Regions from separate parts of the Mus musculus genome. Here all the other regions are linked to region 3. The links are chromatin contacts, called in public HiChIP or PLAC-seq and promoter capture Hi-C maps. All regions are on one chromosome and are shown on one strand. The core of a region is the stretch at or near the end of the contact, and the rest is flanking DNA. Distances in the headings are between cores, read along the strand shown.

The links. HiChIP or PLAC-seq counts read pairs in DNA pulled down with a chosen protein or histone mark. Capture Hi-C pulls out chosen DNA fragments and counts their contacts.
Region 1: a contact with region 3 is called in an H3K4me3 HiChIP or PLAC-seq map of embryonic stem cells, with 8 read pairs. The contact joins the promoter of Afdn here to the promoter of Acat2 in region 3. A contact is called at or near these places in 3 of 115 datasets of contacts at active chromatin or transcription factors (cardiomyocytes, embryonic stem cells and stem cell-derived neural progenitor cells).
Region 2: a promoter capture Hi-C map of adipose tissue shows a contact between it and region 3, with 2.2 times the contacts expected there. The contact joins the promoter of Map3k4 here to the promoter of Acat2 in region 3. A contact is called at or near these places in 2 of 115 datasets of contacts at active chromatin or transcription factors (bone marrow-derived macrophages and memory CD8 T cells) and 1 of 9 other capture datasets (adipose tissue).

What each region holds. Positions count from the first base shown.
Region 1 is chr17:13,758,077-13,761,975 of GRCm38.p6, forward strand. It overlaps Afdn (afadin, adherens junction formation factor), which reads left to right and starts at 2,465. Exons shown (of 33, transcript NM_010806.1): 1 at 2,465-2,702. The coding sequence starts at 2,598. Tcte2 (t-complex-associated testis expressed 2) reads right to left here and starts at 3,327. Exons shown (of 3, transcript NM_022311.3): 1 at 3,210-3,327.
Region 2 is chr17:12,317,408-12,321,909 of GRCm38.p6, forward strand. Map3k4 (mitogen-activated protein kinase kinase kinase 4) reads right to left here and starts at 1,253. Exons shown (of 27, transcript NM_011948.2): 1 at 1,091-1,253. The coding sequence starts at 1,221. It overlaps 4732491K20Rik (RIKEN cDNA 4732491K20 gene), which reads left to right and starts at 1,446. Exons shown (of 2, transcript NR_045290.1): 1 at 1,446-1,765.
Region 3 is chr17:12,958,942-12,963,457 of GRCm38.p6, forward strand. Acat2 (acetyl-Coenzyme A acetyltransferase 2) reads right to left here and starts at 1,784. Exons shown (of 9, transcript NM_009338.3): 1 at 1,668-1,784; 2 at 1,054-1,188. The coding sequence starts at 1,722. It also overlaps the pseudogene Gm15946.

The sequences.
Region 1 (3,899 bases), core at 1,215-3,714, 800 kb after region 3:
GACCAGGCTGGCCTCGAACTCACAGAGACTCACCTGTTTCTGCCGCCTGAGCGCTGGGAATAAAGGCGGGTGTCACTACTGCTTGGCTCAGTACTGATGATTCTTATTGTTTAATATACAACTAACATATTTTAATACCTTTAAAAGGGAAGATCAAGACTTAAGTATAAAGTGGAAACTTAAATCTTCAAAAACCGACTAACCGGATTACAGTCAGCCTCATCTAGTGCACTTTGTTTGACTTCACATACAGTCTTTCATTGAATCTGTTTCTGTATTGTACGTGGTTAACAAAGCTCAGGGGGCTTTTAGGCTCTTCTTCCTTTTCCACATCCTGCTGTCAGGTGTGACCAGTCACCATGCTTATGGACAAAGAAGGATCAGGGCTTCATCTTTACTGTCATCTGAGTATCTTTAAGCATAACTCTATGATGCTGACGACAGAACCTAGGACCTCATGAACTTTGGAAACCTTTTGGCTTAAGCACCTGTCCCCTTCATATTCAGGATGTAGGCTGTTCTATAATGGCTACCTACATCCCCTCCGTCTTTTATGGATAGCACAACACATGACTCAGAACATTGTTTTGGTTCCCTTTTCTTTTTCTTCAACTTCTAGGAGGTCAATTCCTCATCCTCCTGCCACGCCTCCCTGTTCTTGGAACACAGGCCTGGCCTACCACTCCCCATTTATCGCTGCGTCTCAAACAATGAGGATTAGTGGAATAGTGGGCCCAGCCTAAAGCTCTCCTTGGTTGAACACATAATAGTTCGGGTCTTTTCGGCTGTGAGAAAAATCACAGGTATTCTGTAGATTTCAAGCCGTTATCAATATACTAAATACTTACAATGCATTATACTTTGGGAACTGGTTCACTTGTGAAGATGATACAGATGGAGCTTTTTAAAGTAAACCAGAAACCAAGGGCAGCGGACATGGATTTAGCCCTGCACTGTCTGTTGGCTTCTCTACATACATATTTCTTCCCATAAAAACAACGCTGCAGAGAGCCTTTCTCGGTCTCTAGCAATACTGAATGTTCCCTTTAACAACACAGTGGCATGGGTGTTAGTTGTCTAATTGCTAGCTTTGCAAATTCTGTAAAAGCCAGTTCTTCAGCAGGAATACAGCTCATGCTGTGAAAACCAGTTTACACTGGCTCTGTCAGGGGAACTCTGAGTGTGGAGGCTAGTGAGGGCCTTGAGCGGCACTGACAGTCGAGTCCACTCAGAAGCACAAGGACTTAAAGGCACAAAATGCTAGGACAGGAAGACACATTCATACACATATGCTTTTTTTGCAAATCGCCCCCCTTTAACTTCCAGAAGAGGACGAGGGGTCTATAGAAGAATTCATTCCCCATGGCACGAGTTCAACACCAGGCTCCTCTGCTGAAAAGCCTCCTTATGTAGCCTTGCTGCGCTAGTGCAGTCGCAGAGCAAACGGAGACAAAGCCCAGCCTGGAGGACAGATGCTCTTCTTTCTGACAAAAGAAGAAATCTAACTGGTAGAGAGAAAACATATCTTCTCACTGGAAAAGGGAGAGAGAGCAGAAATAAAAGAGGGCATGTCAAATACAGCGTATTGCTCTCTTAGCTCCGGTGAAGGCTTTCCCTTAGAGCATGCCAAACACCAATTTTACCTGGATGAACAGGGGAAAACAGCTCTTTCCGGATGTGTTCTCCAGCAAACAGATTGTTTTTGGCACGGAAGAGGCAATGAAAAAGACAAAGAAACAAACGTTCTCTAAACCCCAGAGCATTTGCTGTTCAAGATAATTTTTGGGTTTCTAGGTTCACCGGGAGGCTTTAAAAGATTAACAAAACTCACGCTAGTGTCTCTCTCTCCCCGTTCTAACTCAGATTCGTTGTTTTCCCCGAGGTGGCATGCGCTCCGCGGAGACACAAAGGGCGCCGCCGCTCCCTGGCCGGGGTTGAGGAATGCGGGGGATCCAAAAGGCACCCTGAGCCGGAGGAGGGCTCGGAAAACATTTGCACTGACGCTCACACACAACCATAATAATTTATCTTTCCTCCGGAGAAAGGTCAGCTGGGATTTGACCCCAGCAGCCAGCGCAGCCCAGGCGTCAGGGCCGCGGCGGGATGGCCGGCCAGTTCCGCCGGCCGCGCAGCCCACGCCCACCTGTCCATCCCGCTCTGCAGCTCCGGGTCGCCCCGCCCGTCAGGGCGCCGCCCCTCTGCTCGCCAGCTCGTCCGCCACCCCTGAGCCTGCCCAGGGCGGACCGAGCGCGGCCGCAGGACCGAGCGGCTCCGGTGAGGACTCACGCCTCCGGCACAGAGCGAGTGCGGCCCGCTGACACCCGACGCGCCCCTGCACGCACGCACGCGCGCGCGACCACGCGGCAGCACCTAGCGGCGCGGCGCGCGCTCGCGGGGACGCGCACGGCGGGCGGGCGCGCACGGCGGCGGGAGGGCGGGGGGCGGCGCTCGGCGCACCGGCCGCGGCTGAGGCGGGCTGAAGCGGCGCGGGCCGGACGCGGGCCGAGCCCGGCGGAGGACGCGCGGCGGCGGCGGCGGCGGTGAGGCGGCCTGCGGTGTTCCGGCCCGGCTGGCCCTGGGGAGGAGCGGCCGCGATCATGTCGGCGGGCGGCCGCGACGAAGAGCGGCGGAAGCTGGCCGACATCATTCACCACTGGAACGCCAACCGGCTGGACCTGTTCGAGATCAGCCAGCCGACCGAGGTGAGCGCCGCCGCCGCCGCCGGGGTGCGAGGGGAGGGGGCCCGCGCGCGGGCCGGCGACGCGGAGGCCGCGGGAGGCAGAGCGCGGTGGGGTCCCGCGGCCGCCCCTCCCCCGCTGGCCTGCCCGCCCGCCCGTCCGCCCGCGGACCCGCCCTCGCCCGCGGCCCTGTCCCCTCGGCCTCCGCCCACCGTACTGGCCAGCGGGGTCCCTAGGGGCGCTCGTCCTTGTCGCCTCCTGCGGTGCCCCGCCGCCCGGGCGGGGTCCAGGGCGGCTTGGTGGCCGGCGCAGAGGGCGGGCCGGCCACCTGCGCGCGGAGACACACCTGGACGTGCACTTGTGTCCCCGGGACTCCGCCTGGCCACCCACGTGGGTCCTCAGACCCCACCTGTGTCACCCGCATCCTTTCCAGGCGCGCACTTGTGTCCTCAGGCCCCGCTTGCGCCCACAGGACTGCACCTGGCCGCCCACCTGTGCGGCACGACCCACCTGTGCCCTCCCGGCCCTTACCTGCCAGCGCACCGGTCCCCGTCGCGGCCCACGCAGGCCGCGGGCCTTCCCCTGCGGGATGCGCTCCTCGCCGCCGGTTTCTTTGATGGCGTCTTCGAACCGTCGGGACGCGGATCTCGGCCCCTCCGAGGCCACGTGACCGGCCGATGCCCGCGGCGGTGTGAGCCCCGTGCGCCCCACGGCGCGCGTGCGTTCTAGCCCGGCGGGGTCCGGTGGCGCGCAGCGGGCAGACAGATAAACCCCTGCTCCAGCCCCGTGCGCTGGCGGTACGCAGCGGGGCTGCGGGAAGCGTTCTGGACGATCTTGGGGGTGGGGTGAGGGCCGGTATCCAGCCAGCCGGTTGGTACCGGGGAGACTGTCGGAGGAGTTCCGTGGCCGGCGGGAAGCCTCGGGGAAGCCTCCGTTAGACAGCGGGCCAAAGGGCGTTTGGTTAAGTTGTGGCTGGGCAGACCTGTTCCACGCGACCCCACACTATACCCAGGACTTGTGCCGGATTTGGAAATAGCTCTGGCTTTGAAACCTAAGAGGTGCTTGCTGAAACACAGCAGCCAGCGCTTAGCCGCGAACACAGATTTGGTAGATCTGAGCAGTCTTCTCAGATTGACTTAATTTTGCCGGTGGAGGAAGGCAGGTTTTCCTCTCCTTCCCTCTCACCTTCTTGTGAGCACACTTGACCTAGTTAGAGCCCTT
Region 2 (4,502 bases), core at 3-2,502, 640 kb before region 3:
TAACGATTAAAGGAGTAAAAATTGCTCAACAGCTCAATACATTAAGAAAATTATGAACTTTCTGAAAAAAGACTTCTAATAGCACCCTGTACTATTCCTTAAAGAAAATGCCCCAAAAGATGTCACAGAACTATCTTGAAATTAAGAAACACAATGCAGTAGCTCTCACGGCTTTGAAAAAGTAAAATTCCTCTCAGGCAACCCAGTGGTGACAAGCAAGGATGTGAATGGCTCCCGTGTTCGGGTCTCGCTACAACTATAAATTTGCTATTTCTTCAAGCAGGAAAAAGCAAAGCTATTTAACTGCCTTCTTCCTGAGGTTATAGAGCGAGACCTTAAGCCAGGAGGAGTTGTGGGAGTGTTTTCACTATAGGGGACAGGAAGCAGTCAAAGTTTATCCTGAGATGCAAAGGACTGGCATTTAAACACAAAATCAGGACACCGTGAGTTTACCCTCCCAATTAAAACTTGAGACTCTTCGTAGCAGTTAAAAGAGCTTCTACGGAGCAGAATGCAACAGATACTCTGGGTACCAAAGTTCCATCTTGGAGCTTCCTGCGGTAGCAAAGTTTCACACATAAACCCTTAGCTATTTTCGTGCGCAACACTGCATCAGGCTGTTGCTAGAAGACAGTAAAAGGATCTCTGACAAGGAACCTTGTCTGCAGTTACGTGAAGCTTCGCCCTGGGGACAGAAGGCTGGGAGGCGCGCTGCAAAGGGCTGAAGGAGCAAGGAACTGCCGAGAGGCACGTCGCCTCTCTTTTCCTGGAAAAAGGAGAAAGATGGACCACCTTCCTTCCATCCGATCACTGATCCGAGCCCGAGCGGCAGTCCGGGGCAAGCTGGGGCTGTCTGCAGCAGGGCCCCGGGGAGCACTACTGCAAAGGCCAGGGTCGCTCGGGAGCTTGGCCTCCGAGCCCGGGCAGGGGTCGCGCGGAAGCGGAGCACCGGGCTCCGCGCTGCACCGCGCCCCTCCCGCCACCGGAGGTCCGGATGCTCCGCGCCCACCTGGCGCGCAGCCGAGGACCCCACGCCCCCTTCACGCGCCACCCTGCTCCCTCCGAGCTGCAGCTGCAGCCGTGCACTCACCTCGCCGCTGGGCAGCACTCCGGATCCGGCTCGGGCTGTGGCGGCGGTGCTGGCCGCAGCTCCTCCATGGCGGCTGCAGGGGTGTCGGCGAGGGCAGGAGGGGGCACCGGCTCGGCGATGGCGTCTCTCATCCGTGCACCAAGCTTCGCATGACCGCGGCGGGTCGTCAGCTGCAGCCTGGTGCGGGAAGACCAGGAGCCGCGGGGTGAGGGAGTGACTCGACTCCGCCTCCGCCTCTAGCCCGCCGCAGGAGCCGTGCGCGCAGCGGCCATCTTGGGAACGGCGGCCGGCCGAACGCTGGGCTACGGCGGGCAGCGAGGGACACGCCTCGGCGGGCGGCTGAGTCCGCCTGGGCGGGGCGAGGCGGGAGGGAGGAGCGCACTGGCCAGTGGTAAATCAGGTGTCGCTGGGTGACCGCGGGTGGCCTCGGGAGGTCCTGAGGCTAAGGGCACAGGAGACATTTGGAGAGGTAGGGTTGTCTGGGCGAGCAGGAATGCTTCATAAACTGGAGCTCAAGGTCTCTGCGCCACTGGATTCTGCCTTTCGGAATAAGGATGATGTCACCCAGACGCCCACAGCTCTGACATGGAAGTGTGGGCCTTCTGCAGACTCAGACCATCAGAGTGACACACCAATCAGGCAGCAGAGGACGCCGTCCTCACCCAGGATCCCAAGGTTAGAAAGTGCTTTTTCAGAAACTTGCACAGTTGCTACACTAAAGAAGAAAGAAAGGGATAAAGAAGTTGTAAAGATTTGAAGTTATTAAAAGAATTGAAATAGCAGAGCATCTTTCAGTCATTCTTAGCTTGCGCAGCTTTACAGCCTTTGAGTTGCAATCATGCCTTCTGAAATCCAGATTCAGTTCAGAAATCGTATTCAGAATCAAATATGTTTGTTTCCACTTAGTTTGATTTTTTTTAAAAAAATGATTCTTTAGCTTTGCTATGTAGAGATATAAATTTTGAACAAATTTTTTTAACTGACTGAAAGAAAAAATTTCAAGGTAAGATTTAAGAGCTAAGCAAGATAAAGATACTCTGAAATCAGCTGTGTTACAGAAATGTCTCTGTAATTAAAGAGCATACTCTTGCTGTTGTTACAGTAGACTACATTATCTATAATGTCTGCCAGTGCTGGATTTCTGAGTTGACATCCCTTTCATTAATTCAACAACATGCAGTCAGTCAACAACTATTCAGTGCACATATTGCATTAGGACTTCGGGAGACACTAAGGAAGCAGCCGTGAGAAGTTGCCTAATGGAGGGAGAGAGAACAAAGCAAAACGAAGCATTCAAAGGAAATGAACTCAGTCTATCCTAATAATTTTAAAGACCCATTCATTTTCACTGAGAGCTCTGCAGAGTGTTTCCCATCTCTCTGTAATTCTGATAGTTTCGTCTCCCTCTACACTGGGCTAACCTGAGCCCTCCTTAAATTGCATATGAGGAGAGTCGATAAGGAAACCTCTGACTGCTGCCAGGAAGTGAGCCAATGGGCACACTGCTTCCCACTCATAAAACGCTGAACACAAATCAGCCTCAGGAAGAGCCATGACTTTTTTTTATCCTTCATTGTCTACTGGGTACCGCATATTCTAGAAGGAACTAAAGACATTTACATCATCTCATCGTACCACTCGATGTGCATAGAGACCTAGATTACTTGATACTAACTCGGTTTGTGTGCAGGGCCTTTTTGCCTCAACATACATAGATAGACTAGCTGATTCACAATGGTCTTTCTCAGCAGCACTCTCCGGTGCCTCCAGGGTTCCAGGCCAGAGACCTCAGCATCCTCCGCTTACTCTCAGAGCATTTCTTTACCTCTAGACTGTTGGCTCCTTTGGAGCAGAAACCATTCTTTGGACCTACGTGTCACCCAGTCACCAAGTGTCAGGAGCCCAGGGCTTAATACATGGTAGGAACCTAGCAAATACTGTTATGGAGGCGTTAAAGACAAGCCACCTTAGAACATGGCAAATGGTCACCTTGCTAACTTCACTCTTAAATGGCTTCAGAAGGAGCCACTGGCCTACCTTCTTGCATGCGACAGGATGTAAAGGTTCTTTGGGGAAGGGCCACCTCGAAGAGCCATGCTGGAAGATGCCCTTGATCACTGGAGACTGGTAACTGAAGATTCTGTAAACCTGAAAAAGCAAACTCCAAAATAATTGTTATTTTGCTGTAGGCCCACATCCACACCATCTCTCTCTTTCTGAGTAGCACCCCTAGAATTTAATATACTCTCAGATACCTATTGTTCCTGACACTTCTTCACAGAGTTAGGGTTCTTTGTCTAGAATGTGTAATAAGTATCATGATATGGTTGTTTCTTTGAATTTTTTTCTTTTGGGAAGATCCTAGAAAATTAATAAAAACTGCATAGAAAGGAAGAAGGGAAGAAAGAAAGAAAGAAAGAAAGAAAGAAAGAAAGAAAGGAAGGAAGGAAGGAAGGAAGGAAGAAAGAAAGAAAGAAAGAAAGAAAGAAAGAAAGAAAGATTTTGTGGCTCAAGGAAGGAAGGAAGAAAGAAAAGAAAGAAAGAAAGAAAGAAAGAAAGAAGGAAAGAAAGAAAGAAAGAAAGAAAGGTAGATTTTGTGGCTCAGCTCTTGCTATCCTCAGGTTCAGAAAGAAAGATAGATTTTGTGGCTCAGCTCTTGCTATCCTCAGGTTCCTCTGTCCACCTGAAGAGCCCACAGAAGAGATAGGGAACATTCATTGGGTTGTGTGTTGTTTCTACACTAGTTACTCCTAGTGTTATTTAGATTTCCACCTATAGATTAAAATTACCATTTATCAGATGTTCTTAACAATAGTGTCATCAGAGTCTATGAAAATCCTTTCCCCATATCTTCGAGAATGAATTCACATAGCCTCTGTTGCTTTTTGTTGTTGTTGTTGTTGTTTTGTTTGTTTTTTGGGGTGTTGTTGTTGTTGTTGTTGTTGTTGTTGTTGTTTTGAGTCAGGGTTTCTCTGTATAGCTCTGGCTGTCCTGGAACTCACTCTGTAGATCAGGCTGGCCTCAAACTCAGAAATCCGCCTGCCTCTGCCTCCCGAGTGCTGGAATTAAAGGTGTACACCACCACGCCCGGCTCCTAATTTTTAATTTTTAATGATGACTTGGGGGTTGAGAGTGCAAACCAGTCTTGCTGGGGACCTGAATTCTGATCCCAGCACCCATGTGAGACCTCTCACAAATGCCTGTACGTCTAGCTCCAGGTATTCCAGTCTAGAGTCCAGCAGGCACCACCTACACTTACTTACATGTACATATAGCCAGACACAGATACATGTAACTTAAAAAATCAATCTAAAACCAAAAGTCAAAATTCTATTAGGAATCTAGTTTAGGCTATGGTGCATTACAGCTGCGCCTTTTACAACCCGAGAGTTCAAGGCCAGTTGTGATGCAC
Region 3 (4,516 bases), core at 534-3,033:
TCAATGCAGGGGGTGGGGCCATAACATGACCTGACTGTTTAGAAGTGCGAATCTCCAGCTGTCTATTTAAAGTTTAATCTCACTTCTGGAGTATGAAGATGGACCTGAGGAGGATACTTGGATCTCCTCCCAATTTAACCAAATTAAATAAAGCTCCCTTTTCTACTATCCATTTTGCTGTTCCACCTAGAATATGAAGGACAACTAGCTGAACGTGGTTTCTTGAGATAAAGATTGTGACACCAAGTTCTCTAACAATGATCCTTTATATATATATATATATATATATATACAGATGTTGCATAATCTAGGAGGTGGGGATCTGATGTCAAAACAATTCTAGCCCCAAATGTTTCAAAAAACAATATTCAACTGGCACACATACAAATGGTCTCAGACAGAGTAAGAGCAGAACTTGGTATTGAATATTAACAATTTTCTCTACAGTTGATTCAAATGTGTGCTGAGGGAGCACAGGGCAGGGCAGGAGTGGGAACTCATGACCACATGCATGCTAACCACACACTTCACCACTGAGCTATACACCCAGGCCCCAAACCAATCATCAACATCAGTAGTCACTGATCTCCAAGCCCAGCAGGAATCAGAGCTATGATGAAGCATTCTTAGACTCTCCTGCCTTCCTCCGGACAGTCCCCTGGAGTGAGGGACAGCTGATCTCCTGACAAAGTGGACCAGGGTAGAGCTGCTCTGCTGCAGCCCCACTCGCAGCTGTGGCACAGTGCCAGGCCCACACACTTTTATTGACTGTGTGACATGTTAGGGGTATGTGGAGGACTGTGAATACTTTGCTGTGCTTCTAACAATGCAAAGGCGATACAGTCCCGTGGTCTAAGATCACTCACCGAAAAGGCTTGTAAAGGAGCTGTGACTTCAGCCAGAGGAAGGAGGAGGGACAGAAAGAATCCTAGCAGAGAGAACTCCAAGCAAAGCAATGTATGGTGGTGGTGGTGTGTGTGCGCGCACACACACACATATAAATAAATGCTGTTTCTAGTGAACCAGATCTGTCCTGGGCTACTGAGGAGTTACCTGCCGTCAAGACATGTCCAAATATGACCTCGGACACCTCTTCTGGAGCCACCTTGGCCCTCTGCAGGACTTCTTTGATGACAGTTGTCCCCATTTCGTGGACAGGCACGGTGGACAGGGCACCATTGAAGGAGCCTACAATGGAATGGGGAAGAGGGAAGGAATCTGAACCAAGAGCACACTGAGGACCACCGAGGGGGAGAAGGGGTCACATGCATTCCAAATAAAAACGGCTGGAGCCGAGGCGGGCAAAGGCGATGGTGACTTCCAGAACAATGCCAAAGCCAAGGCCTGCCTGGAGGAGCAGCTCAGACCACCATCTCTCGGGCCCCCGACACCACAGCGTGATCAATGGTGCACCGCCGAACAGACCAATCAGCGATCAGGAGAGAGAGCGCGTCCCAACGTTATCTAATAGGTGAGCCTGGCAGAGCGGTGGCTCTACTGCGAGGAGCCAATCGCAGCACGAGGGGCGGGTCCGCGGGCAAGGCGCGGGGCACCGCGAGCTGTGGAGTCTGTGGCCGGCCGCCCCCTCCCCGTCACGAGAGCCCGAGTCTCCGCGATCATGTCGGGAAGGAGGGTCACAGGCTGAAGTGACCTCGCGGGACACTCACCTATAGCGGTGCGCGCCGCTGAGACGATGACCACGGGGTCTGAGCCCGCATTCATCTTGTCGCTCTGGTCTCTGCTAGCTCTCAGCCTTGTCCTGTCTGCGACTGAGGTAAAACTTCCTCCAGCCTGACAGGCTGTGCTGGGGGGGGCGGAGCTATGGCCTCCACGCCACGCCTCCTCACGCCTGCGCAGGAAGCTGGTAGGGCTAAGTCCCAGAATTGTGTAAGATGGAGACTCTTTGGTTTGGTATGGGGTAGATGGTGTCTACCCAACCTAGGTGTGTCGGGTTAGGGTGGGGTGTGGAGGATCCAGGGATGTTGGGTTGGAGGTAGACAGCCTAGGGGTGTCGAAGAGCGATGCGGTGTGCAGACGGTCTAGGGGTCATAGGTGGAGTCGGGTCCAAGGGTAAGGCTTTCCTCCAGGTGACACTGGAACCTAGCCTAACCTTTCCTACATAGGCATCTCCCGTTTCTTCTGAAGGTTCTTCTCAGCGCTGACAGCTTCTGAGTGGGTAGCCTCCTTGCTAACAGAGATCCTTAGGGCAGTGGATCTCTACTGTCCAATCCTCTCGGACTTATTATTCAGCCAAAGACAGAATCTGCCAGACTCTACTTACCTCTCTGCCTTGTGTCATTCTCATGCCTTTTGCAGGCTCCCTCTGGCCACCCCCCAGTCCCAGCCCTAGCACTATCACAGGTCACCTGCAGTGTCCCCAGTGTTTTGAAAGGAGAGTCATCCTGGTTTGCTTCTGCAGCTTGCTGGTCTACAGAGAATGCCATCTGTTTAGGAAAGCAGAATCCTGTGGTGGAAGGAAAGGCTTTCTAGGCAAGTCTTGCCCTCAGTGGGGACAGTGGACAGTGAAGTAAGAGAACTGCGCCACAGATTGTAGGAAAGGAAAACAAACCTAACAACAACAACCCGGTAAGCTGGGATATCCTCCTGAAATGTAAAGCAACCTGAAAAAAATAGTATTTTGAGAGAGGTGGATGGATCAAAGTAGGTTCTAGAGATGAGGCTAAATTCTAGATTATGTCCTCTGTTTCCTCAAGGGTCCAAGAAATGCAAGGGACTTCCCATGGTTTCCTCCTCCTCCTCCTCCTCCTCCTCCTCCTCCTCCTCCTCCTCCTCCTCCTCCTCCTCCTCCTTCTTCTTCTTCTTTTTGGTTTTTCGTGACAGGGTTTCTCTGTATAGCCCTGGCTGTCCTGGAACTCACTTTGTAGACCAGGCTGGCCTCAAACTCAGAAATCTGCCTGCCTCTGCCTCCTGAGTGCTGGGATTAAAGGCGTGCGCCACCACGCCTGGCTTAATAATTTATTTTTATGTGTCTTTGCTTGCATGCATGTATGCATCCTTGCATGTGAGCCTAGTGTCTGCAGAGGCAAGCAGAGGATGCTGGACCCCAGGAACTGGAATTGCAGACAGTCGTGAGCTATCATATGGGTGCTAGCTACCAAACCCTGTTCTCTGCAGGAGCAGTAGTGCTCATCACCACTGTGTCACCTCCCTAGCCCTCTGTTTTCCCACTACTCTGGCCACTCTTCAGTTCCCTTTGTGGCCTTACTCTCACTGCCCCTCACCCAACATGCCACAGCATGTCCACCCCATCCTGTCAGTTACCCCCATTATGCTGACAACTCTGGAATCCTTCTTTTAATTTTGTTGCCTGTGAGCAGACTGGCTCTCTCAATTTAAACTTTCTATAAAAAACAACTTATGACATCTAACCCAAACTCGTGTTTACCTCTTCAGCTTATTTCTTTTGACTGAAGAACGTCTCAGTGAGTGGTGTGAGGCTCTGTTAGCTAAGCTAGAAATCTCTGGACCTCCGCTTAGGCTTCACTTCCTCCAGGAAGCCTTCCTAAATCCTGCCTTGGCTCTTATTCCTAATCTTATCTTCGTTAACCATACAACTCTTAGTTTCCAGTTTTCTTTTCTTTTTCTTTTTTTTCTTTTTTCTCTTGGTTTGTTTGAGACAGGGTTTCTCTGTGTAGCCCTGGCTGTCCTGGAACTCACTCTGTAGCCCAGGCTGGCCTCGAACTCAGAAATCCACCTGCCTCTGCCTCCTAAGTGCTGGGATTAAAGGCATGCGCCACCACAGCCCGGCTCCAGTTTTCTTTATTATGCTATACAAAGTACTCTTGGGGGAGAACCATGGCGGCTGGCTCTGGTTGCTCTGTGCAGTGGTATAGGGAGGAAGAACTTGAGAACCGCGACTGGCTGCTTCATGGATCTCGGAACTCACGCAGTTTCTGTACTGTGGAGAAGAAGTTTTTCACAGTCTGAACAGGTAACCAGCAATGAGGACCTGCCAATCCCAATGGAAAAGCCCTATAAGGAGCCTCTTAAGAAGTGTGTCTTGTGCGAGAAACATGTAGATTACAAGAATGTGCAGCTTTTGTCCCAGTTTATTTCTCCATTTACCGGATGCATTTACAGAAGGCACATAACAGGACTTTGTGGAAAGAAACAGAGGGAAATAACTAAAGCCACTAAGAGAACTCAGAAAATGGGGTTTATGCCAGTTACATACAAGGATCCTGCATATCTCAAAGACCCTAGAGTTTGTAACATCAGATACCGAGAATAAATTTTGTATTTGTAAAGTTCCTGCCAATAAACCTCTAAGTGGTTGTCAGCAGATTCCAACTAAAAACAAAAAAACAAAAAAACAAAGTACTCTTGGTCCCTTCTCATATTGTTTTATTATATATGCCTAGCACATTTTAGGTAGCAAAGCTGATGAACAATAATATATTCCAGATGTTCTGTGCATATGGATAAATGGATATGAGCCAGGGGTGGTGACACAGGCCTAGAAGCTGAGCATTTCAAAAACTGACGAAGGAGGATG